Regions from separate parts of the Mus musculus genome. Here all the other regions are linked to region 1. A link is a contact called in public Hi-C and HiChIP or PLAC-seq data. All regions are on one chromosome and are shown on one strand. Each heading gives the region's core, a stretch centred on a gene start, on an enhancer-like site or on the middle of the called end of the contact. The rest is flanking DNA. Distances are from core to core; before and after follow the strand shown.

Region 1 (4,705 bases), core at 660-3,159:
TGAACACAGTCTTCCCAGCAAAATACACATCTTTATCAGATTGGCTGTGCTCACTTGCAGGAGTCTCTCAGGGTTAGGCCTATGGACTGTTGACCTTCACTCATAGAAAGGTCATTGGATCCTCACCTGAGACTCCTACCACTCAAATTTATATGCAATTCTTTTTTAATTACATGTGAATTTGGAATCTCCTGGAAGGTACTATAGTGTGTGATCTGGAGAAAGTTTATTGAAGAAACACTCCATGTATACAGTGATAGAAAAGCCATCATCTATGCTATGTAAAAAGTAGCTAATGTGGATTCTTTGGGGCCACCCATGGTGTATAAGCCCAATAATGTCACTGGTTCCCCCAAAGTAAAATCATATTTTTGCTTTATTGTTGAAACCTTGTCAGGTAGGTGTAAATATTGTTTTATGTCCCCTTTGTACCCAAGGAAAGAATTCTTACAAAATAAACATTTGTCAAGTTACTAGATTATATCATAAGGTTATGTCATATAGTTAATATAGACTATCAGATCTATGAAGTGATGCTCATACGTTGATTTAATCACCTGCACATGCCTATATCAAAATGTGTTTCAATCATTAGATTACATGATAGAATCCTAGTGGATTGATAAGTAGTGTTTTTACTTAAAATATTTACTAACAAGTACTAACTGTCCATATTAATCAGGCTTAGAATGGCATTTCCAGGTATGAAGTACATCATGACCAAATCTAAACAACCTTTTAAAATTAGAAGTTAATAAAAGTTAATAAAAGTTTAATTTAAGTTAACATTAAATGCTAATGTCCACAGTTCAATTTTCCTCTTTAAAAATGCTTCTGTTGTATATATTCATTATGTAAAGTAATTTATAACAGCATTCCATTAAATTTCATCATATACTTTAACCATATTCCCTCCTCTTAATCCTCTTTTGTTCTTTCTACATTTCTCCAAGTTGGCTCTCTTTTCCTATTTTCATGTTTGTGTGTGTGTGTTTATTGTGTATAGGTATGTGTGCGTGTGTATTTGTATGCATATCATTTGTGTGTGTTAGAGTGAAAACTTTGTGTCTGCAGGTATCAAAATGTAGGTGCTAGAAACTGAAATCTGTCTTCTGGAAGAGCTATAAGAACTCTTAACTTCTGAGCCATCTTTCTGGGCCATTTGGTTTTGTTTATTTGTTTAACATTCTGACAGAGGTGTGATGATCTCAGCGTTAAGTTTGATTTGCATTTCCCTACTAAGCAAGATGGGTGCTTTATTCTTGTTGGGTTTTTTTTTTTTTTCATGTGTTTAGTTCCAATATTACTTTCTTTTTGAAAAACTACCTTCTCCTTTCATTTGCCCATTTACTGATTAAATTATTTTGATATTTAATTTTTTGAGTTCTTTGTATATTATAGATGTTAATCCTCTGTCATACACACACACACACACACACAGAGAGAGAGAGAGAGAGAGAGAGAGAGAGAGAGAGAGAGAGAGAGTCTTCTTTCGTGCCACTCATGCTGTATAAGCCCAATAATGTCATTGCTTCTCCTAGGCAAAATCATATTTTGTTTTATTGTTGAAACCTTGTGAAGTAGGTGTAAATATTGGTAATGTCCCCTACGCTATTCAGGGGGGACAATTCTTACAACACAAACTGTTGGCAGCCATCCCGCAGCTCACTTGGACAGGGGTTACTCCTGGGAGGCAAACTGGGGCTGAAGAGACAGAAACTAGGCGGTCGAGAGAAAAATGGAAGACAAGACAAGGTTCCTGATCAAGGCTCAAATGTTTAATAGCAAACTGTGCTTGTAACATGGGGGGGGGGGGGAGGCCCATCCCCCACTAATCCACTCTTGGAGACTGGAACCAGCTGCAGTTGATGAAGTGCAGGATAGGGTGTAGTCTCCTGAATATCTTAGGGGCCTCTCAGCAGGTAGCAGTGTCTTGAAGGACAACAGTGGCAGTGGCTGAACAATAGAGCCATCTAGGCATGAAGGCTCCACCCTAGGTGGTCTCCTTCTTAGTGGCAGCAAGGTCAAAGCCTGTTTCAGGCTGGGGGCTTACAACAAACATTTGGCAAGTTACTAGATTATGTCTCCTCTCTCTCTCTCTATATATATATATGAGGAGAGAGAGAGAACACTAAAGAAGATTTTCTGACATTCCCTGATCGTTGTCTTTGCTCTACTGTGTAAAACAACAGAAGATACTTTCATGGAATCCTTTTTTTTTTTTTTTTTTTTGTCTATTTTTGGAGTGTTCTATCTACTGAAGCCTTTTAAAAAATAATTATTGCCCATGCCTATATATTGAAATGTTTTCTCCTATGCAGTTTTGGAGTTTTGGATCATTGACTCATTTTAAATAGATTATTATATAATGTGAAAAATGAGGATTTGCAAAAAAGATAAATCACAGAAAACAAATGAAAATGGAATTGTAGTGAAAGAAGTCTGGTTGTCTTCTATTTGTTTAGGCAGAACCAAAGGGAAGAAAGTTAGATTTTTCTCACTACATACCAGAATTATGTGATCAATGTTTGCCATGTGGTGCTTGAACTCGAAGTAACTCTTGAAAGTTTTGTTCCTTCAGTATTTTTTGCTGTTTTCAATTATATACAGCAAGATTGTATTGTTAAGATTAATTTAAAAACAATTTTAAATTATGTTTGTAGATAAATGGATAGAGAGAAATTTTCATATCTCAAGTATAAATAATTTAATCTGGTTTATATCAATTGAAGTGGAGGAAGAATTTTAAGAATCTGTATGTTAGGAATAAGGAACACTAGAAGGAAACATTGCAAATACAAAAGTGGCTGGTGGTTATACATGAGAGGCAAACATACAGTTTATATTTGTCTGCATTTTCCAAAGTCTCTGTTGTTATCTTGTGTTGCATCCATTATTCGAGAAAAGGATCCTACATTAGTTGCTCTTATATTGCTGATATAAAACCCCATGACTAAGGCAGGTTCTGAAGGGGAAAATTAAATCGGGCTTAAGGTTCTAGATGGATGAATCTGTCATGGTGGGAGAGCAAGTCAGCAAACTGGACATGACCTAGAGCAGGAAGCTCAATGCTCACACCTTGAACTCCAGACACACAGCAGAGAGAAACCTGGAAGTGAAGGAAGATTTTGCTCTGAAAACCCACTCTTGTGACATAAACCTCCAGCAAGGCTATGCACTTCCTAAGCCTTCCCAAACAGCATGAAGAACTGGGAAGCAACCAATTTAATTCAGGAGTCACTGGGAGATATTGCCACTGAAACAATTATAGATCCTTAGCGGAATCTTGAAGGACATTTCATATCTCTAGTTTCCTGGTTCTGATTTCTATCAACTGACTGTTTCTATTTACACCAAAGGAATAAGTAAACAGAGGCTGTGAATGCAGGTAGCAGACTGTTTACTTAGTATATCTGAGGTTCTATGTTAGGTCCCAACATTGCAAGGAAGAGGAGGTGGAGGAAGATGAGGAGGACGAGGAGGACGAGGAGGAGGAGCAGCAGCAACAACAACAAGAATAAGAAGAATCCAAACCTCCAGATTAGAAATAAGTAAAAAGCCTGAAACTGTTATTATACAAAACCAAAATGATGAGGAAAAAATAGCATTACATACACTATTTAATGATGCAACACGACTTGTGTCAAGTTTCTCACGCCAGGGAAAGATATTTCCAACCTGCTTACTCATCCCAATTCTTCTCTGGAAACAAAATTCTCCCCCAAGCCTAGAATTTCACAACATTTCAAATTCTCTTGTAAATGTGGATATCAGTTCTTTATTTCAATGAGATTAATCATTGTGTTGTTTTTTTTTCAAGCATTTCAGCTTGTTGTAAGTGTGAGGTCATGATGTAGCAGCCTGGGATTTTTAAGGAAGGTGGAATAAATCTGGAGGGAGCCCTTGGGAAGATGGTCAGGGAGTATACCCTGGACACAGAAGTTAAAGGAGGCCCAGGAGAAGTCTAGATGAGTAACATTGGGGAAGTTTCTCAATTACTGCTAGGTGTTATGAATATACAATATACCATATAGGCTTTGTGTTGAAACCCAGGGCCCCATCTTCCCTAGTGTCAGTTTGGGAGATAATGTAGCAGAAACTTGAAAGTTTGAATCAACCAACCTCCTGACACCAGTGTCTCTGTCTTCCTGCTCCCCTCCCCAGCCCTCTATCCTCTCTCTCTCTCTCTCTCTCTCTCTCTCTCTCTCTCTCTCTCTCTCTCTCTCTCTCTTTCTCTCTCTCTCTCTTTCTCTCTCTTTCTCTCTCTCCCTCCTTCCCTCCCTCTCTCTCCTTTCTTCTGCCCCCCTTCCCTGCTTCCTACTCACTATGGAGAGAAACACTCCTCCCTCCCACCCTTACATCTTAAGATTCTGCTTTACCACAGGCCCAGAAACAATAGATCTAGCCTAGACCTAAACTTCTAAGAGCAAAAACCACACAAATCCTTTGTACCAACCTTGTTGTCTAGAGGATTTTATGACCCCAACCACAATCTTTCTATTACTCTAAGTCTGCCATTGTCCTGACTCAGTGAACTTGTCTGCAGGGACTTTCCTCTCTTAATCTCCACCGAGGCCCACCCCATTCTATCATCAGTACCAAGAATATCTAAAAACTATTTCAAGCCTTTCCCTATGAAATCAATTAAAATGAATAAATAGATCAGAAAAATAAGCTGTCCTGTGATTATAGCTTCACAAACAGG
Region 2 (4,341 bases), core at 500-2,999, 300 kb after region 1:
AGGGACTTGTGCCCCAGATCAGGCCCGGGTAGCCTGCTTCCCTATGTACCGCAGTCTCGAGTTCCGCGCGATTGGATTGGGGCAGGCACTGTGATCCACTCACCAGAGGTCTTAGGGTCCCGTGCGGAGTCCTGTGTGGACCCTTGCGGGTGTTGGGCAAGACTCTGCTGGCAAGGTAGCCCGGGGCTCGAGTCACGAGTCGAGCGGAAGGGACTTGTGCCCCAGATCAGGCCCGGGTAGCCTGCTTCCCTATGTACCGCAGTCTCAAGTTCCGCGCGATTGGATTGGGGCAGGCACTGTGATCCACTCACCAGAGGTCTTAGGGTCCCGTGGGGAGTCCCGTGTGGACCCTTGCAGGTGTTGGGCAAGACTCTGCTGGCAAGGTAGCCCGGGGCTCGAGTCTCGAGTCGAGCGGAAGGGACTTGTGCCCCAGATCAGGCCCGGGTAGCCTGCTTCCCTATGTACCGCAGTCTCGAGTTCCGCGCGATTGGATTGGGGCAGGCACTGTGATCCACTCACCAGAGGTCTTAGGGTCCCGTGCGGAGTCCTGTGTGGACCCTTGCGGGTGTTGGGCAAGACTCTGCTGGCAAGGTAGCCCGGGGCTCGAGTCACGAGTCGAGCGGAAGGGACTTGTGCCCCAGATCAGGCCCGGGTAGCCTGCTTCCCTATGTACCGCAGTCTCAAGTTCCACGCGATTGGATTGGGGTAGGCGCTGTGTTCCACTCACCAGAGGTCTTAGGGTCCCGTGGGGAGTCCCGTGTGGGCCCTTGCGGGTGTTGGGCAAGACTCTGCTGTCAAGGTAGCCCGGGGCTCGAGTCTCGAGTCGAGCGGAAGGGACTTGTGCCCCAGATCAGGCCCGGGTAGCCTGCTTCCCTATGTACCGCAGTCTCGAGTTCCGCGCGATTGGATTGGGGCAGGCACTGTGATCCACTCACCAGAGGTCTTAGGGTCCCGTGGGGAGTCCTGTGTGGACCCTTGCGGGTGTTGGGCAAGACTCTGCTGGCAAGGTAGCCCGGGGCTCGAGTCACGAGTCAAGCGGAAGGGACTTGTGCCCCAGATCAGGCCCGGGTAGCCTGCTTCCCTATGTACCGCAGTCTCAAGTTCCGCGCGATTGGATTGGGGCAGGCACTGTGATCCACTCACCAGAGGTCTTAGGGTCCCGTGGGGAGTCCCGTGTGGACCCTTGCGGGTGTTGGGCAAGACTCTGCTGGCAAGGTAGCCCGGGGCTCGAGTCTCGAGTCGAGCGGAAGGGACTTGTGCCCCAGATCAGGCCCGGGTAGCCTGCTTCCCTATGTACCGCAGTCTCAAGTTCTGCGCGATTGGATTGGGGCAGGCACTGTGATCCACTCACCAGAGGTCTTAGGGTCCCGTGGGGAGTCCCGTGTGGGCCCTTGCGGGTGTTGGGCAAGACTCTGCTGTCAAGGTAGCCCGGGGCTCGAGTCTCGAGTCGAGCGGAAGGGCCTCCTGTGTTTCTTTAAGGGAGTTACTTATGTATTTCTTTCAGTCCTCTATCGTTATCAGGAGATATGACTTTAAATCAGAGTCTTGTTTTTCTGGTGTGTTGGGGGTATCCCTGGCTCACTGTGGTGGGAGAACCGGGTTCTGATCATGCCACGTAGCCTTGGTTTCTGTTACTTATGTTCTTGTCCTTGCCTCTTGTCATCTAGTTATCTCTTCTGTTAGTTAGTCTTGCTGTCTCTGACTGTGCCTTTTCTCTCCTGCAAGCCTGTGTGTCAGTACTCCTGGGAGACCAGTTGTCTCTGGGAGGAATTTGGGTATGAAGAGCTGTGGCATGGGGTCAGCTCTGGGTCAGACAGAAACCAGAAAAATCCTGTTCCTGGCTCTTCCTTTGTTCCTGTGTCCTGATGCCTCTGGTGGGTCCCTCTTGGCATAGGAATTTGAGCAGAAGTGGTGGTCTTACCTGTGCTCTCAGATTTGTCAGCACTCCTGCAAAACTGACTATCTCCTGTCTGTTTTGGTGTATTGTGTCACAGGATCAGCTCCCAGGGCAGGTGGAAACTGGAAGGATCCTGACGATATCAGCAATGCCATCCATATCTGTATCCATCCTGCTAACTTTCCCACAACTAGAAAAGTCAATTTGGCTTTGAATAGCAATCAATTCTAGAGATGGATTGTGTCTTTCTATAGTTTAGATAGATGTTTTATAGGCCATTTCACTGGATATGATGTTTGCAATATTGTTGGGCTATTCAATTATGAGATTGGAGGAAAATAATAAATGCATTTATAAAGTTTTTGGTATTGCATATTTGTACATTGCCAAGGTTTTATTATCTGTCTATTCAACTACCTACCTGTCTTGAAATATGTATTCACTGGAAACAAATAATACCTGAAGAAACTCCCTTCACACAGTAAGAGCTACTTTGTTCATTACAGGAGCCCCGGCCACAATCAGAACTCCCTAGCTATTGCTGTCTATACCATACTTGCCTGAACAACTTAAAGAGTGAGTCTACCCGACTCCAACAGTGTATATACTACACCCATGCTCATGAATTAAAGCCAAGGAAGCTACAGAGCAATGAGCTCACATTGGCCTCCTAAAACCAAAGACAACATTACATATAAAACTGATACCCAAAATACATCTACAGGAGAAGGTCACTGTGATGGTTTGTAAATCCTTGGACTAGGGAGTGGTACCATCTGGAGGTGTGGCCTTGTTGGAATAGGTATGATCTGGTTGGAATGGGTGTGTCACTGTGGGTGTGGGCATAAGATCCTCACCGTAGTTGCCTGGAAGTCAGTCTTCCACTAGCCACCTTTGGATGAAGACATAGAACTCTCAGCCCCTTCTGCACCATGCTTGTCTGGATACTGCCATGCTCCCACCTTGATGATAATGGACTGAACCTCTGAACCTATAAGCCAGCCCCAATTAAATGTTGTTTTTTATAAGATTTGCCTTGGTCATGGTGTCTGTTCACAGCAGTAAAACCCTAACTAAGACAGTCACTAAATAAGACAATTAAGTAAAAGTAATATGTGATCTTTAGGAGACACAAAGTTTACCATAGGGGTGTGTGTATGTGTGTGTGTGCGTGTGTGTGCGTGTGTGTGTGTGTGTGTGTGTGTGTGTGTGTGTGTGTGTTAGTATGATGTTCCCAAGGGATCATTACAGTAGAGCCACAGGTTTCATAGATTTCAAAATGTATGAAAAACAAAAATAGTTAAAACCACACCCCCAGCAATGAGCATAGAGATACCTTGTTGCTGGTCGTGTTCTTATTTCTGTCAGTGGCAGAGCAGATGACAGTCCTTTGTTCATCCTAGTGTGATGCCTAGCTAGATGGATAAGCTGTCTTATGTCTAGGATTCATAAAAGTCAAATCAAAATAAATTAATCAAATCAAATCTAGGTAGCACATCACAGGAGGAGTAAAATAGAAAGAGACCTGTGGACAACCTTGTTACCCACAGACCTGCCCTCAATTGCATGGCACAAGTAGGCCATAGACTCTCACTTGCCGCTTTGCTACACAGAATAAATGGAGGATGTTGCCCAAGGATCCATCAGCCATGTGGCCAGCAGGCAGCAGGATATTGTGGTCAGATAGAAGAGAAAGAGAAGAGGAGTAGCTTGAGCATTGTGAAGAAAGATGGAAAAAGAACTTGAGGGTGGAGAGGAGTAGCTTGCTATGAGTGGCCAGGCCCACCCTCTGGGGCTAAGGTGAGGTCCCAGACTGTGTTGGCACTGTGTCTGAGTTCCTGGCTACGCAGCAGCAGGGAGGTCAGTGTCGATGTCCACGGCTCACATTCCCACTAGAGGATGTGGGGATGTCCTTGTTTGGGGAAGCCACCAGGGATCATGGGAATGTCCAGGGGCTGAGAATAACTGGACTTGCCCCTCACTGTATGCTGAAGCCTTTAGGAGAGTGGGTGTTGCACCTCACCTGGGCAATACAGTGGAGCTGGCCCTGATGGTGAAGGCAGGGGTGAGCCAGTCCTGAGTGTATTACATGGGGATATCTGGCCTAACCCCTCACAGGCTGTGGCACTGCAGAGAGTAGGCCCCAAACTTTGACTGGCAAACACAGGGAAGCCAGCTCTTGAGGCTTGAGGGCAGGTAAACTGGATCTGAGGGCATGAGAGCAAGAGAGCGTACCCTGCCTCCTGCCAATGGCAGCATTGGGTGGCCTAGCTGATGCAGTGCTGGAGAACTTACCCTGCAAGTGCAGATAATGGAGAGATAGCAGGCTTTTCACCCAGCTCAGGTACCACCCAGACCCATACCAGGGCTCTGAGTTAGCCCACCCCAAAACCTATATCATCTGTTCAAGAATGGTTAGGACATGTGAAGTGGCAAGTCTTGCT
Region 3 (5,070 bases), core at 2,301-4,800, 320 kb after region 1:
GGAACTAGAAAATATCATCCTGAGTGAGGTAACCTAATAAAACAGAACACTCGCTGATAAGTGGATCTTAGCCCAGAAGCTCAGAATACCCAAGATACAATTCAAAGACCACATGAAGCTCAAGAAGAAGGAACACCAGTGTGGATTCATTGGTCCTTTTTAGAAGGGGGAACAAAATACCCATTGGAGGAGATACAGAGACCAAGTGTAGATCAGAGACTGAAGGAAAGGCCATCTAGAGACTCCCCACTGTGAGATCTATCCTATATACAGTTACCAAACCCATACACTATTGTGGATGCCAACAAGTATTTGATGGCGGGAACCTGATACACCTGTCTCCTGAAAGGCTCCGCTCGTGTATGACAAATACAGAGATGGATGCTCTCGGCCAAACATTGGACTGAGCACAGAGTTCCCAATGTAGGGGCTAGAGAAAGAACCCAAGGAGCTGAAGGGTTATGCAGCCCCATAGAAGGAATAATGATATGAACTAACCATTATCCTCAGAGCTCCCAGGTACTAAACCACCAACCAAAAAGTACACATGGAGGAACCCATGGCTCCAGCTGCATATGTAGCAGAGGATGATCTTCTTGGACATCAATGGGAGCAAAGGTCCTTTGTTCTGTTAAGGCTTGATACCCCAGTGTAGGGGAATACCAGAGTGGGGAAGTGGGAGTGGGTGGGTTGGTAAACAGAGGGAGCAGGATGGGCTAAGGGCTTTTTGGAAGGGAAATGAGGAAAGGGGATAACATTTGAAATGTAAATAAAGAAGATATCTAATAAAATAAATATAGAAAATAATTTAATGAAAAAAATATTAATATTGGCACAGATGCTGGGAAAAGCCCCCAAAGTACTGCTTCAAGAAATTCTCCGTTAACTGAACTTCTCAGAGCTGAAGCCTAAGTTGTTTCTTGAAGAAACTCCACACCAGCCACCTCCTCAGCTGTTTTCTCCTTAATGTAGCAAACTAAGAATATACTTGAGGTTAAGGCATCAGAGAATCAGCCATCAAAGATAAGCATGTGGTACTCACTCAGAAGACAGAAAAGAGAAGGAAGATGTTTGGTATGGTGAACAGAAAGTCACCCAAGAAAGAACATGAGAAGAGAATGCAAAATTATTGTCTATCTAGTGACAATAATACAGTTGTAAATCAAACACCAATATGAATCCTAAGTCGAGTAAATGGAAATCTGCATTAAAAAAACAAAGCTAAATATACACATTAGCTCATGTCTTCCTTTGGAATTGCCTTCCACTTTTTACACCTCACTATGTAGCAAATTTATTCCAATATGTTAAAACCTTCCTAGGCTGATTCACCAAACTCAATTGTCTTTGCATCTAACTAATGGTACTCTTTCCAACTCCTACCCTCAGCCCCTTTTCCACCAGCCTCCTCCAGAGAAACTTGACCTGTTCCCAGGAAAGAATGAGAGTTTGAATGAAAATATAGGAACTTCGTGATATTCTCTGTAATTTCTTTGGACTCCATCAGACAATCTTTGTTTGCTTAGCAGCTTTTATTCTTCTGGTGACTTTGGCTGAAGTTTAGGGCCAAGAGACATAGCTAGATTCCTTATGGCCAAGATCCTTCCAGATTTACTAGGTCTTGATGTTTGAGAGGAAACTGTCCAGTCTGCCCTTGTCCCTTAGCACAACAGGCCACAACTGTTGACTTAATCCATATAGACCATTGTCCCCAGGGATCTGTGGACATCTCACACTTCACTTACAAAGCATACTACTTTAGGCACCCACTGACTGTCTAATTGTGCCACCATAGGTACCTAATTTGAAGTGGTCTATGAGACAATGTCCTGCCAGAGTACCTTCTACACCTTGCTCTACCTAAACACAGACCTCTACTCCTGAGGTCAGCATTTTTGTGACTTCTTCACCTCCTTAGAAACATTTAGTCAATATTCAAATTCTCAAAAGAATCACATTAAAAAGAAATCTCAATTTTAATCTAGCTATTAAGGCTTTTGAAAACAAAGATAGACAAAGAGAAATACTCCTGATTAAGAAAGAAAATCAAATTCAATAGAGGTTTGATGGGAAAAATTATTAGAAAAGAAGCAATTATTTTAAAAACTGTTATAACACACAGGTATTTCCTATCTCTATGTGATATGGGAAATAGAAGCATCATGCATTCAACTGCAAACAGCCTTTACTTCACTAATATAAGTGCTACTTACTGATTAGTCACTATGGTGATATACCTAAGAGCTTGAGCGAGAAACCCCAGCACAGGTGACATCACATGTATGTGATGCAGAGTGAGCTGATGGTTACCGGAATACAACAACTATTATGCTCTCTGTATTTAAATTAGTTTTAGATCTAAAATGGATTTGCTCATTTTGTGTTTAGATAGTATGTGTGTGGGGTTGAGTGCATATGTGGGGCAGAGAATAACTTGAGAAAATCAGTTTTCTCCTTCTATCATGTTGGTTCAAGGGACTGAATTCACATTGTTAGGCATGACTGCAAATTCCCTTAGTCACTGAGCTACCTTGCCAGCTCTTGAAATAATCATCACAATTTTTTCTCAGGATTGTGAGAACAAACAAACTTTGTTTACATCCTATCTGTGGGCAAATTAATAAAATTTTGGTGGATATTTCATTTAACATATGATACTTTCCTGATGTGCAAATCTTCAATCAGTAAACATTTTAAAATATATCTCCAGAAACTGAAGGGGCTGAGGATTTTGCATCCCCATGGAAGAAGCAACAGTGACATCAGGCCAGACCCCTAGAGCTCCTGGGGACTGGGCCACCAACCAAAGAATACACATGGATCAACCCATGGCTCCAGCTGCATATATGGCAGAGGATGGCCTTGTTGGACATCAGTGGGAGGAGAGGCCCTTGAGCCTGAGGGTGTTTGATGACCCAGTGTAGGGGAATGCCAGGGCAGGAGGGTGGCAGTGGTTGCATAGGAGAGCACCCTCATAGAGGCAGGGGGAGGAGGATGGGATGGAGGGGTCTGAAGGGGAGACCTAGAAAGGGGAAAACATTTGAAATGTAAATAAAGAAAATATCCAATCAAAAAATAAATAAAAATTAAATGGGTGAGAAGCCCAACTTTCTGGCATGAAGCTGGAACGATATATACACATCTATCTGAAGCCTTCCTCCAGTCATGTAGAAGCTGTAAGCGTAAATCATCAACATTACAGACACATAGCTATTGATCACCTCAGTTAAGCGTGGCCTTATTAAACTTAATTATGGGGAGAGGTGAGGGAGAAAGGTTGGAGACCATACTGTTGGAAGGACAAGCCCTTCACAGCCTCCCACCCTGAAAAAGCCAATTGGCCTTGTACTATGGAGCCGGTCATACCCCTCCTCCCTGTTTCCCTCCTGTCATCCAAAAATGCGGAGGAATATCAACTCATTGTTATTCTTGATAAAGTGCATTTCAAATTTGTTCAGTCAAACTTCGCCAGGGTTCCAACGCCCTACTTAATATTCAACTAGGAAGTTACCTAATCAGTACTAATTAGCATTATAAAGTCAGAGCCTACTGCTCAGGGCTTTTCTATTAGTTGTTTACAAGGGCAGAAAGGGCAGTCTTATCCAGACGCAGTTTACCATAAGAAATAGGGAATCCCACGGAGACAGGTTTTTTTCTTTAGCCCTAAGAAGTCAGGCAGAACTATTGAGCATAGATAAATTTTTTGCCTCAGGCCAGCCTTTTCTTTTTTTATTTTATTTTATTTTTTTATTTTTATTAACAACAGGGAGGAGATGTAGTCTCCCCTCCCCCAACCTGAAACCTGCTTGCTCAGGGGTGGAGCTTCCCACTCAATCCTTCTGCCATGCCCACTGCTGGAACCTGCCACTTTGCTGTTTGGAGTCATACACGTGGTCATCCTGCTACTGGATCCCAAGATTATTTGGCGGGAATCGGGCCCCTCCCCCTTCCTTCATAACGGAGTGCCGGAATAGTAAAAATTGAACCTTGAGCAGAGAGCTTTGTCTTGGTTCCTTCCTTATCTCTCGCAGCCCAGCCCTTCTTCTCTTCCAGGTTTCCAAAATGCCTTTCCAGGCTAGAACCCAAACCTGTGATCTGCTGGCCAGACACAACAGCTTATCTTGGAATATTTAAAAGTTCAGACAATATAAATAGGAAGATAAAGTACAAAACAAGAAATAAAGCTAATTCTAATTTGGTTCACAAATTACAGTTGCTTACATGGGAACTATAAGGGTAAACTATTTCATTACTGTGTAGGGTTAAGGTCTCAGATGCTCTCCACTCCCCTAGTCTACTGGGACATGCCCATTATTGTCCTTGTTCTGTTCATGTTTAGGCAGTCATATTAGTGATACTTTACAGCTGAAGCTTCTTCTACCATTAAAGAACGGAATGATGTAAATATATTATAATCTCAAAAACAAAAGAAATAATTATAAAAAAAGAATTAGAATTTTTCTTAAAAGTCAAAAGAATTTAAAAGTGTTTCATTCAACATGTGTTAATTGCACTTGCATTGTGTTCTGTATTTATCATGTGTGGACCATTTTATGAAAGTCTATGAACTTCTGGATCCAAAGTAGAATAGAAAACTCTATGGTTGGTTTTCTCATAATAGACACTTCCTAAAAAGGGCATCAGAAGGTATGCCACAGACTAACCTCTATTGCGTCTCCAATCTCTAGCGAATGGGTTTCTGGTTGCAGGTGAGCAAGGGTTGTTGAAAATGGGGTGACAGACAGGACACGAAGGAGTGTGGATCTGAATGTAATGTCAAATTGAGCATCAAACGTTTTATACAGAAGAAAATACTGAAGTTAGGTGACACATTGACAAGGTACCATGAGGTTACTGGATGCTTAATGACTCTAACACAAAACAGAGGAATGCAACACAAAGACTAGCAGGAGCTGGGCAATAACACAACTGAGATAAAGTCAGCCCTATCTAAGGTCAGCTATAGTCTTAGAAGCCAGCTGTGAGGTCTTTACACTCCTGGGGCAAGGGCTTTTACGCCTAAGCCATGGTTCTAATTAGGGAGTTCTGCTCTAGCTAACCTTCTCATGA

Evidence for each region. A called contact is a pair of places that touch in the nucleus more often than the background predicts. HiChIP or PLAC-seq counts read pairs in DNA pulled down with a chosen protein or histone mark.
Region 2: a contact with region 1 is called in a Hi-C map of embryonic stem cells, with 2.7 times the contacts expected there. The contact joins two enhancer-like sites. A contact is called at or near these places in 3 of 39 promoter capture datasets (embryonic stem cells, hippocampal neurons and liver), 1 of 484 Hi-C or Micro-C datasets (embryonic stem cells), 2 of 115 datasets of contacts at active chromatin or transcription factors (both in embryonic stem cells) and 4 of 9 other capture datasets (adipose tissue, embryonic stem cells, liver and 1 more).
Region 3: an H3K27ac HiChIP or PLAC-seq map of embryonic stem cells shows a contact between it and region 1, with 2.8 times the contacts expected there. The contact joins two enhancer-like sites. A contact is called at or near these places in 4 of 39 promoter capture datasets (the 3T3-L1 cell line, hippocampal neurons and liver), 4 of 115 datasets of contacts at active chromatin or transcription factors (embryonic stem cells and stem cell-derived neural progenitor cells) and 3 of 9 other capture datasets (adipose tissue, liver and macrophages).

The regions. Positions count from the first base shown.
Region 1 is chr3:18,254,877-18,259,581 of GRCm38.p6, forward strand. No RefSeq gene overlaps it. Among named protein-coding and RNA genes, the nearest start is that of Cyp7b1, 14 kb to the left of the region's middle. Within about 2 kb of position 1,910, at least 7 of the 459 cell types and tissues checked have an H3K27ac peak or open chromatin away from gene starts, as enhancers often do. A contact at or near this core is called in embryonic stem cells, where this site is marked.
Region 2 is chr3:18,555,617-18,559,957 of GRCm38.p6, forward strand. No RefSeq gene overlaps it. Among named protein-coding and RNA genes, the nearest start is that of Gm30723, 60 kb to the right of the region's middle. Within about 2 kb of position 1,750, at least 1 of the 459 cell types and tissues checked has an H3K27ac peak or open chromatin away from gene starts, as enhancers often do. A contact at or near this core is called in embryonic stem cells, where this site is marked.
Region 3 is chr3:18,577,566-18,582,635 of GRCm38.p6, forward strand. No RefSeq gene overlaps it. Among named protein-coding and RNA genes, the nearest start is that of Gm30723, 37 kb to the right of the region's middle. Within about 2 kb of position 3,551, at least 2 of the 459 cell types and tissues checked have an H3K27ac peak or open chromatin away from gene starts, as enhancers often do. A contact at or near this core is called in embryonic stem cells, where this site is marked.